3 separate regions of the Mus musculus genome follow, and all the other regions are linked to region 3. Evidence: chromatin contacts called from public HiChIP or PLAC-seq and promoter capture Hi-C data. All regions are on one chromosome and are shown on one strand. Each heading gives the region's core, a stretch centred on a gene start, on an enhancer-like site or on the middle of the called end of the contact. The rest is flanking DNA. Distances are from core to core; before and after follow the strand shown.

What was found. HiChIP or PLAC-seq counts read pairs in DNA pulled down with a chosen protein or histone mark. Capture Hi-C pulls out chosen DNA fragments and counts their contacts.
Region 1: a promoter capture Hi-C map of liver shows a contact between it and region 3. The contact joins the promoter of Cnksr1 here to the promoter of Crybg2 in region 3. A contact is called at or near these places in 10 of 39 promoter capture datasets (the 3T3-L1 cell line, the C10 cell line, cranial neural crest and 6 more), 4 of 484 Hi-C or Micro-C datasets (bone marrow-derived macrophages, embryonic stem cells, epidermal suprabasal cells and 1 more), 2 of 115 datasets of contacts at active chromatin or transcription factors (bone marrow-derived macrophages and pancreatic cancer cells) and 5 of 9 other capture datasets (adipose tissue, embryonic stem cells, liver and 2 more).
Region 2: an HNF4G HiChIP or PLAC-seq map of pancreatic cancer cells shows a contact between it and region 3. The contact joins the enhancer-like site here to the promoter of Crybg2 in region 3. A contact is called at or near these places in 1 of 484 Hi-C or Micro-C datasets (embryonic stem cells), 5 of 115 datasets of contacts at active chromatin or transcription factors (embryonic stem cells, pancreatic cancer cells and trophoblast stem cells) and 3 of 9 other capture datasets (adipose tissue, liver and pancreatic islet).

What each region holds. Positions count from the first base shown.
Region 1 is chr4:134,236,842-134,240,101 of GRCm38.p6, reverse strand. Cnksr1 (connector enhancer of kinase suppressor of Ras 1) reads left to right here and starts at 1,703. Exons shown (of 21, transcript NM_001081047.1): 1 at 1,703-1,845. The coding sequence starts at 1,794.
Region 2 is chr4:133,903,100-133,906,573 of GRCm38.p6, reverse strand. No RefSeq gene overlaps it. Among named protein-coding and RNA genes, the nearest start is that of Rps6ka1, 17 kb to the right of the region's middle. Within about 2 kb of position 2,068, at least 34 of the 459 cell types and tissues checked have an H3K27ac peak or open chromatin away from gene starts, as enhancers often do. A contact at or near this core is called in pancreatic cancer cells, where this site is marked.
Region 3 is chr4:134,066,573-134,069,983 of GRCm38.p6, reverse strand. Crybg2 (crystallin beta-gamma domain containing 2) reads right to left here and starts at 1,532. Exons shown (of 20, transcript NM_001162970.1): 1 at 1,448-1,532.

The sequences.
Region 1 (3,260 bases), core at 454-2,953, 170 kb before region 3:
CCCCTGTGCTTTTTTGCTTTTTTTTTTTTTTTTTTTTAAATAAAGGATTTGGGAGTATGGGTGTTTGCCTGTGTTGTGCCATGTTCATGCAGTTTATGAGGTGGGCAGAAGAGGACATCAGATCCCCTGGAACTGGAGCTACAGACAGTTGTGAGTCAACATGTGAGTCCTAGGAATTGAACCCGGTTCTCTTTCTGCCTGTTCTTAACTGTTGGCCATCTCCCCAGCCCCAGTTGCTTGGGCTTTTAAGAGCATCATTCTAAGCCGGGCGTGGTGGTCCACGCCTTTAATCCCAGCACTCGGGAGGCAGAGGCAGGTTTGAAGCCAGCCTGTTCTACAAAGTGAGTTCCAGGACAGCCAGGGCTACACAGAGAAACCCTGTCTCCAAAACAAAACAAAAACAAACAAACAAACAAAGGCATCATTCTAACTGGTTCTGTGATGCAAACTGTGGTCTCTATTTTTTTTGGGGGGGGAACAAAAGTAGGAAAATCACTGGAACCCCTGAGTTGTAGAGCAGTCTGAGCAACATAGCAAGAATGAAAAGCAACTCAAAAATTGTAGCAAGAATAAAAGCTGGGCTGGTGAGATGGCTCAGTGGGTAAGAGCACCCGACTGCTCTTCCGAAGGTCCAGAGTTCAAATCCCAGCAACCACATGGTGGCTCACAACCATCAGTAATGAGATCTGGCGCCCTCTTCTGGAGTGTCTGAAGACAGCTACAGTGTACTTATAATAAATAAATAAATCTTTAAAAAAAAACAAAAAAAAAAAAACAACAAAAAAAAAAGAATAAAAGCGCTTTCAGGAGGCAGCTGACATCTGCAAATGTCTTGGGAATGGCTGGGGTGCTTCCTCTTCACTTACTATGGTAACCAATAAAAGCCCTTTGTGCCCTAAAATAAGTAATAACTGAATTGATTAAAGTCTTACTTTGAGAAAGGGCCTCTAAATCTCAACAGGTTGTCAAAGGGGGCAGAGTCCACGGTGCAGCTTTTATTTACTCAGTTTCTGCTGTTTCGTTTTGTTTTGGAATGGGCTTGCTCTGTAGTCCAGGTGAGCCATCCACCTGCCTCAGCCTTCAGAATCCTGAGATGATGCCACTTATAGCCACCATTTGTTCAGATGCTCGCAAATGTCCCGTGAAGCAAGGACTGTTATGCCCTGAAATGAGCACTGAAAGTAGGTCAGCTGTCTGTGCAACAACTCCAGATGGCGATAATGAGATAGATACCACGGGGACCCGGGGATGGGTAGATAGTGGCTAGTCCTGCGCTTTGCTTCTGCGCCAACCATTCACCAAGTACTCTTTTTGGGGGTGGGGGTGGGGTGCTGAGAGGTCAGGGTCCTCTCGGCTGGGATATGAGCCCAGTTTGTTTTTTGTTTTGTGGATATTTGAGACAAAGTCTCGATGCACAGCTCTGGCTAGCCTGGAACTCACTATGTAGATTCGGCTAACGTCAAACTTATAGGGATCCTCCCTCCTTGGTGAGGCCAGTTTTGAGTTGAATCCCATGCCAGTTCCGGACTGCCTGAGTCACACACCCCTTGGCGCCAGCCCAGGAGTCCAACTGCCTAGTTGCCAAAGCCCTAGGATGCCAGAGGGGCAGGGCAGGAGGAAGACAGGCGGTGGACCAATGGCAGTGGCACTGCCTTACCTGGTTGGCCACGTGGGCCCAGGTATGCAGCGGCCCCGCCCTGCCTGCTCTGGCCCAGCCCCGCGGCCTCCGGGCTCGGGCTCGGACTGGGAGCGGAAATTCCTGCAGGGGCTGGACGCTACGGGCAGAGCTCAGGATGGAGCCCGTGGAGGCCTGGACCCCCGGGAAGGTGGCAGCTTGGCTGAGAGGTTGGTGAATCGGGAGAGGCAGGGGCGAAGTGGGCTCAAGGGGATTAGTGCGGTGTCCCTTGGACCAGAAAGTAGGGAGGGAAAAGGAGAAAGAACCTGCGGAGTCTATGAGTCAACAGGTATTTATAGAGCGTCTACCCTGTACCAGCCGACCAGCGTCCCCAATACAGGAACAGTGAGGGCAGAGATAGGCCAGGCGACACTGGAGGGCCCAAGATGCAGGAAGGGGTCTTTCCCAGACTTTAGGGGTGTTCTAGCGCCCGCCAGGGTGGCGGCAGACAGGTGCGGTGATAAGTACGCAAAACAGGGAGGCTCTAGTGGCCCACACCCCCTTTATCTCCGTCATCTTCTCAGTGCCCCAGGGCCCTGTGAGCTATTATTAAGCCCATTTTTCAGAAGTAGAAACATACACAGAGCCAGGAAGTGATTTGTTCAGTCTTGGAACAGGGCCGGCCCTGGGTGTCATTTTCTCAGCCTTAGGTTGGCAGTAAGAGAAACAGAAACCCTAGTCATACTGAAGGGGTGACACAGCTCCACCCTCAGGAGTGAAGATCACTCCCCAGGTGACCAAGAGTCACAAACACAGTCAGACTCAGGAAAAATGAGGGCGTGTGGCTGCAGGACGGGGTGTGGAGGCTCTCAGAGGGGCGTGGGGGGGGGGCGGGTAGCTGGAGCCTGCTCAGGCATTTCTGTGTGAGCAGACAGGAGAGCAACAGGCTGACTCCCCCACACTGGTGGCTACTACCGCTCACCAGGAAGGTGACCACAGGCCTCTCTATTCATGAATCGGTCAAAATGAGACCATGGTGGTGTGACTAGCTTCCGTTGCTCAAATGTTTGTGACCTCTGGGAGGGAGGATGGCAGGCCAGCACATTCAACGTGGGAATGAAATTGTCCGAGTAACCCTGGGTCCTGAATTCCCAATCCAGCCCTTGTAATGGCACAGGAGAAATGGTGGAGGAGAACCTAATGGCTACACATTCCCCATGGCAGTTGGGCCTGAAATGGGAGGCTTTCCATCAAAGCATGAGCAAGCTGCTACATCTGTATGCATTAGTGTATCAGGGACGATGATGGGTGGTCTCCACCCTCTAGAAATGGGAAGAGCAAAGGTGCCAGATGGGTAAAGTGGTTGTTTTGTTTTGTTTTGTTTTGTTTTGTTTTGTTTTGTTTTGTTTTGTTTTGTTTTGTTTTGTTTTGTTTTGTTGAGACAGGGTTTCTGTGTATAGCCCTGGTTGTGAACTCGGGGATCCTCCTGTCTCTTCTTTCCAAGTGCTGGGATTAAAGGCATTCGCCACCGCCATACCCGACTATGGGTAAAGTTCTCAAAACATTGCCTCCCACAAAGTAAGGTCATGGTAGACAGCCTGGCAGCAATGTGATGGCTGCTGCTTGCTGCCTGACTCTGGACTGA
Region 2 (3,474 bases), core at 819-3,318, 160 kb after region 3:
AAAAAAAAAGTATATGAGTACAATGTCATGTCTTCAGGTGCACCAGAAGAGGGCATCAGATCCCATTACAGATGATTGTGAGACACCTTGTGGTTGCTGTGAATTGAACTCAGGACCTCTGGAAGAGCAGCAGTCAGTGTTCTTAACCGCCGAGCCATCTCTCCAGCCCCTTAATTTTTTTTTTTTTATTTTTATACGTTTTCTTTTTAAAGATTTATTTATTTCATGTATGTGGGTACACTGTCGCTGTCTTCAGACACACCAGAAGAGGGCATCAGATCCCATTACAAGTAGTTGTGAGCCATCATGTGGTTGCTGAGAATTGAACTCAGGACCTCTGGAAGAGCAGTCAGTGCTCTTAACCACGGAGCCATCTCTCCAGGCCAACTTCCAACTTTTAGTTTGTTTTTTTGTTTGTTTGGTTGGTTGGTTGGTTGGTTAGTTGGTTGGTTTTGGTTTTTTGAGACAGGGTTTCCCTGGCTGTCCTGGAACTCACTCTGTAGACCAGGCTGGCCTCGAACTCAGAAATCCGCCTGCCTCTGCCTCCCAAGTGGTGGGATTAAAGGTGTGCGCCACCACTGCCCGGCCTACATTTAGTTTTAAAAACCTTTTTTCCTGTAGAAAATGTCTGGTGTCCTCAGCCTGTAATCCCAGCACCTCAGGTGTTGAGACAAGAGGGTTGCAAACCCAAGTCCAGCCTGGGCACAGAATGAGTTCGGAGGTCAGCCTTGGCATCTCAGTAGAACCCTGTCTTAAACTAAGAAGAGGCTGTCCAGCTCAGAGGGCAGTGTGCTCCTCTGCTGTCACAGGTCTTCACTGTCAATTTGACTGGCTTTAGAATCTCCTAGGAGACCCACCCATGGGTGTGTTTATGCGGGCATTTCCAGAGACCTTTCACTTAGGAGGGAAGACCCTCTTTGATGTAGTGACACAAAGGAAAAGAGAAGATAAAATGCTACCAGCATCATCTCTCCCCACCACTCCCCATCCCCCCACCTATGTCACCCCCATTGTCACTTGCTATGCCACCTATTCCCCCACCCCATCCCCTACCCATTCCACCCACAAACCCCACCTCCCCACACCACTCCCCCCACCACCAGAAACCCCCCACATCTCTACCCCCACGTCCCTCTCCTCCTTCCTCCCTCCTTCCTCCTCTGTCCACCACTTCCTCACTGCAGACACTGTGCAACCAGCTAGCTGCCCAGAGCTCTTCCGGCTGGCTGTACCCTTCAATCAGCATCTTGTGAACCATGAGCCAGCAGACGCTCGCTCGCCATTAAATTGCTTTTTGCTAGTTCCTCGGCCATGGGAATAAGATGTAACTAATCTAGAGTGCTTGAGGCCCTCAGCTCAGTACCCCGTGCTGGGAGAGAAAAATGTCAACATCCCATCACATTAAAGAAAACTTAATCATTTGCCTCTCACCTTCAATAAGTATGAACATTTTTGCAAAATTTTTTCCCCTTTTGGGACTAAAATCTCTACAGGTCTGCAAAAAGAAAAATCAAAAGATTTTCCCAACCTCCTACTTGTCTCCTCTTTTATTTTAAAAAGTATCATTAGTGCTAGCAATATTTCAGGGTCTCACATAGCCAAGTGCTCTTAACCACTGAGCCCTCTCCCCAGCCCTCCCCACCCACTTTTACACGAGAGCTCCAACAATCAATCTAACTCAGCTCCCCGAGCTTGCTCTACCAGCTGAGCCATCTCACTTTTTATTTGTTCCCAGTGCTCTTTACTTGTGGAAACACCGAGGATTTGTCCCATCAGAGTTGCCATACTGTAGAAAATTTGTTGTTTCCTAGAAGTGTAGTTAAACTTGCTCTTGTGCCTTAGATTTCCAGTAAACGAAAAGTCATTTCCAGAGACTTGGTTAGAGGGGTTTAATGTGTTTGGCAACAGTACTTCATCGGCCACCGTCATCTGCACTTCAAGTGCTGTTTGTCATTTGTTTTCCAGACAGGCTGGATGGATTCTAGCCTGGCCTCAGACTCCCCTTAGAGGAGAGGATGACCTTGTATTCCGATCCTCTCGCCTCCACCTGCTGAGGGCTGGGGTTGTAGGTGAACACCACCATTCCCATTTGATTCAGTACCAGGGATAGAAGCCAGGGCCTCCTGCGTGCTAAGCAGCACTGTGACATCTGAACTGAATCTCCAGCTCGGTACACCCAATATTACAGCAAATCTGAAGTGCGTAATGTTTTAGCTGACATATTCTATTAGCTGACTAATCTGAGGCCTTATTGATCTCTTCCTTATAGAAGTCTCCGTCGGCCTTTCCCCTATTGGCTTTGCCGTCCACTAATGAGTCATTATGTTGTTAGGCATTGCCAAATGGTGATTTTTCTTACTCACGTTGCACTCATTACCTGGATAATTCTTCCATAAAAATGAACTTGTCCTAAGTATTTTATTCTCATGAAATACAGTTTATACAAGACAGGAAATGCTTCCTTCTTCGTGGCCATTTTTGTTTGTTTGTTTGTTTGTTTGTTTGTTTTTGCTTTGAGACAGTTAATAGGTTTTTCTCCACCAACGAGATAAGCTAATTCAAGCCAAATAGAGAGTAAAAAGGCAGGTTTATTTGGGGGCAGCTCACGGGCAGGTTCATGGGTTCCAAGAAATGGGGCTAACGCAGGTGGTGAGCTGGGGGTAGATTCCTCTGGTCTTCGGTCAAGAGCTGGGGCAGAAGTTAGACAGATTCACCCTGAACTTCCCGTGAGGTTCTGGGAAGGTCACCCTACAGCTCTGCACCATGCCCAAGTGGAGGGCAGAGGTGTCGGGGTGGGGAGGGGGTGGTATGGCCAGTGGGTGAGGAGGTCCCCACCATGGTACTGCCATTGGATATGTTCAGGAAACAAAGTTAGCTTGTTCTGAGCTGGGAAAGTCCCTTTTTGAGTTCCCTTCACATCTGAGGGCACTGGCAATTGTCTATGTCACCGAGGGGCCATGGGAAGCCTGGCTTGGTGCCAGCTTTGTCACAAACCCACTGTGTACATTGTAAGCTTCTTCCTCTCTGGGATTTAAGAGTCTTCCGTTTGTAAGATGGCCTACGTGAAAGCACGAAGCTAGACACCCACCAGAGCATGAGTGAGTGAGGAGGTCAGGGACGGCATGGAGCACCTGTGACACAGTCATCTAAGGGAGGGGACTAGGCAGGACAAGGACCCGGGTGGCCGACTTCTGAGAGAGGCTAGAAAGCTTTAATTTAAAAACTAGTAAATACTAGTTAACAACACCTGTAGCCAAAGCAAGAACAAAGTATGCGTCTGGGGCCAGGTGTTATGACACAGGGCTTTAATCCTGGCACTCAAGGGGACAGAGGCAGGCAGATCTCTTAAGTTCAAGGGCAGCAGAGTCTACAGAGCAAGTTTCAGGCTAGCCAAGTCTACAGAGTGAGACTCCCCTCTCCTTTCTCAAAACAACAAAAAGAAAAACTAACAAGAGGGCTGGTGAGCTGGCTCAG
Region 3 (3,411 bases), core at 283-2,782:
GTCCTGGAGCTCACTATGTAGACCAGGCTGACTTCGAACTCACAAGAGATCTCTACCTGAATCTGCCTCCCAAGTACTGAGATTAAAGGCTTGCACCACCACGCCTGCCCCTCTTTTTGATGTTCTGAGATAGCATTTTGCTATGTAACTCTGGCTGGCCTGATAGCATTTATGTAGCCCACTGTGGGCTCCAACTCAAAACAAGTCTTCGTTCTCACCTTCCCAAGCAGAGGGCTGGGATTATATGCATATACTAGCATGGCTGACTGGGGTTCCCCCCAGGGTTTGCTCATTTGTTTGAGACAGGGCCTCATGTGGACCAGTGCGGCTTTGAACTCTCTGTTCCCAAAGAGGGTCTTGAACTTGTTTTTTTTTCTTAAGTTACATTTGGTGAGTGTGTGTGCCTGTATGTGTGTGCACATTCCTGCATGTGTGCATGTGTGTGCACATGTATGTGGATACTCGTGTGTGTGTGTGTGTGTCCCACGATGCACGTGAGGACAGCTTGTGGGTTGTCCCCTTCCACCATGTGGGTTGAGAAGACTGAGTAGTCAGGTTTGACTGCAGACAACCTTTGTCCACTCCCTAGCCGTGACCTTGAACTCTGATTCTCTAGCCTCTACTTCCTCTGAATGGTCAGATGATAGGCATGCCCAACCCTTCCTTTTCCCAGCTCTGGAATGTAACCTAGGGCTTCAGAGGTGCTAGGCAAACCCTCTACCAACTGGGGGACCTCTCAGCCCTGGGGTTCACTTCAGACCTTAAGGAGCAATCCTTGCTTATATCTCCAAGTATGACATAGCAAGGCTGTTTTCAGACCTAGGGACCCCAAAGACCCTGCTCACCTAGCCCCCAACAGCTATACCCAGAGTGAGACATAGGCCCACTGCCCTAATTCTCTCCCCACTCCCTACCTCCCTCCTTCCTAAGAAACTGGAAGAAACAGAACTTTGACCTGCCCTGTGGCCCAGCAGTGACTCAGGTTTTATAAGGGGGCATAGATGAAAGGGCCTGAGGCCCACAGATGTCTGACTCAACTCCAGGACCACTGCTGGTTGTTACCAGTGTCTGGGATAGAGTTTGTGGGGCCTCTGACAGCCTGTGAATAAGGATGGGGAGTCCTGGATGACCCCCAAGACTTCCTTAGCCAGGGTCAGTTGAGAGCAGACACACATGGACACCCTAGGCTCAAACTCAGCTCCTTACAACAGCCCGACCCTGCCACCCTCACTGAAGCTGTGTTCTCTCCCCTGGGATCCCCCACTTTGTCCCTTACTCAGCACCACATAAGTAGCCTCCTCCTCACAGAGTCCCCTGTCTTCATCCCCCCAGATCGCTCGTCATTGGCGGCAAGCGACAAAGCTTGAGCTCTAACCGATTTGTTCACTCATTCATTCATTCAGTGCTAATTATTTGGGGCCAAGTGCCAAGTCCTGGCCAGACTCACCCAAGGCTAGCTTTCTTAAGAAGCTGATATCCCAGGAGTCAGATGTTTGGAAGGTCCCATGGGCTTCAGCAAGGCCACAGGGAAACAGCTTGGGGGAAACTGAAGGAAGGCAGTCCGCACAGGGTTGTATTGATGACGTCCCAGCAATCAGCTCCATGCCATTCTAGGCCCAGCCCAACCCAGGGACAACACCCCCTGATGGCCATTCATTCCTTAAGCATGTGGTCATAGCTTCTGCTTGAATACTTCTAGGGACAGGGAGGTCACCTCCTGACAGTTCACATGTCCCATCCCTAGACAGTCAAGATGGCTAAGATGTTTTTCATGTGTGTTGGAATGTGCCTGCCTATAGCTCCCCACTTTTGCCTTTGTCTGGAGACACACCCCAGTAACCTAGCTACCACCCCTGCAAACACAAGGGCCTGTTCCAAGAGCCCTCTCTTCTCCACGTCTACAAGTGGATTTGCTAGCAAGGTGACCTGTGACCTCTAAGCAAGGTGTGTGGGTATGGGAAGGGAGAGGCTGAGGGGGGTGTGGGGGGAGCGTGGGAAAAAAATCTCAGCTAACCCAACAAGTCCTGGGATTCTCCCCGCTTACCTGTGAGTCACCCCCAAACTAGGCCAAACCAGTCCACAGGCCCACATGCTGCCAAACACATGGCGCATCAGACAGGCATTCACAGAGTCGAAGACCCACCACATCACACAGCACAGAAATACAGAGATACCCGCCTAGACAAACGCAGCCAGGAACACACAGCAACACACACACATGGTCACACACCAAGAGACACAAACACACAGGGGCTCTGTAGGCGTGCAAGCCACACGCTCCACTACAGAACACACAGGCACCACAGCACATGTATGCACGTATCTCCGGAACACACCCATTCAGCTCACAGCCAACAAACAAGCTCTCTCTGCTTTGCAATCCATCTGCCCTTGAATAGGAACCTGTACTTGGTGCACGCAGAGCTCACACATTCCCGCGTGCTACCCGGCTGTACTCTGCCCTTTTCCCCACATTAGTCAAACCTGCTTAAAGAACCCTCCAGCAGAGAGTGGGTCCAGAAGGACAGTGTCCCTGAGAGTCACCTCCTTCCTCTCTAGGGACCTCCTACATTCCAACTCCAGGCTGTATTCACCTAGACCCCAATCAACCAGAACCCCATGTCCCCCACCTCACCCTCCTGCCTGTTTCCCATCTGCTTCTAAAACCAGCTCACTTTCCACCCCCTCGTCCTTGTACAGACTGCCTTCCTATGCTGGGGTACCCTGGCAGCTCTCAGGGCCAGTTTGGATCACCCGTGTCCTCCTCCCTAGGCACAGAACTGGCACACCAACCCCTACCTGGACCTCCTTGCTTTGGCTTTGTTAAGGGTGCTTTTAGATCCATAGTATGTTCCACACAGCAACCACAAGTTACCCTGTGCTCTGCACAGGGCCAAAGAGACCTCTTTGCAAGGTGTGCAGCCTTAGGGGGTTTGGGGAGGTGGCTAGGGTGTAGACAGACCTGGGTTTGAATTCTGACTGGCTGGTTGGCTTTGGGCAAGTGACTTACTCTTGCGGAGCCTCAGTCTCCTGCTCTCGTTAGCTGGGGTTGATGGGAAGGTTAGCTCCTAGTCTGTGGATTAAAGAAGACTACACTTACACTTGAAAAACAAAGCACAGATGACTGGCGCCTCTGCCATCAGCAGCAGCTTCTCAGAGGCCCCTCTGGTGGCCTAGGACTCGCCTAGAGAGGCCTCAATTTCATTCCTCCTTACTGAGTTATGAAGAAGCCATGCCTCCCCGCTCCGAGCCTACCAAGATGCTTTAGGGGACTCACTTCAACACAAATAAAACTCTTCTAAGCTTGGGAGTCTCGGCGCCTCTTTTCGTGGCTGCCCGCAGAGCCTGGTGGGATAATTACCATTGCCAATGGCGTGTACTTAATAAGCATCCCTGTTATTTTGCCAGCCC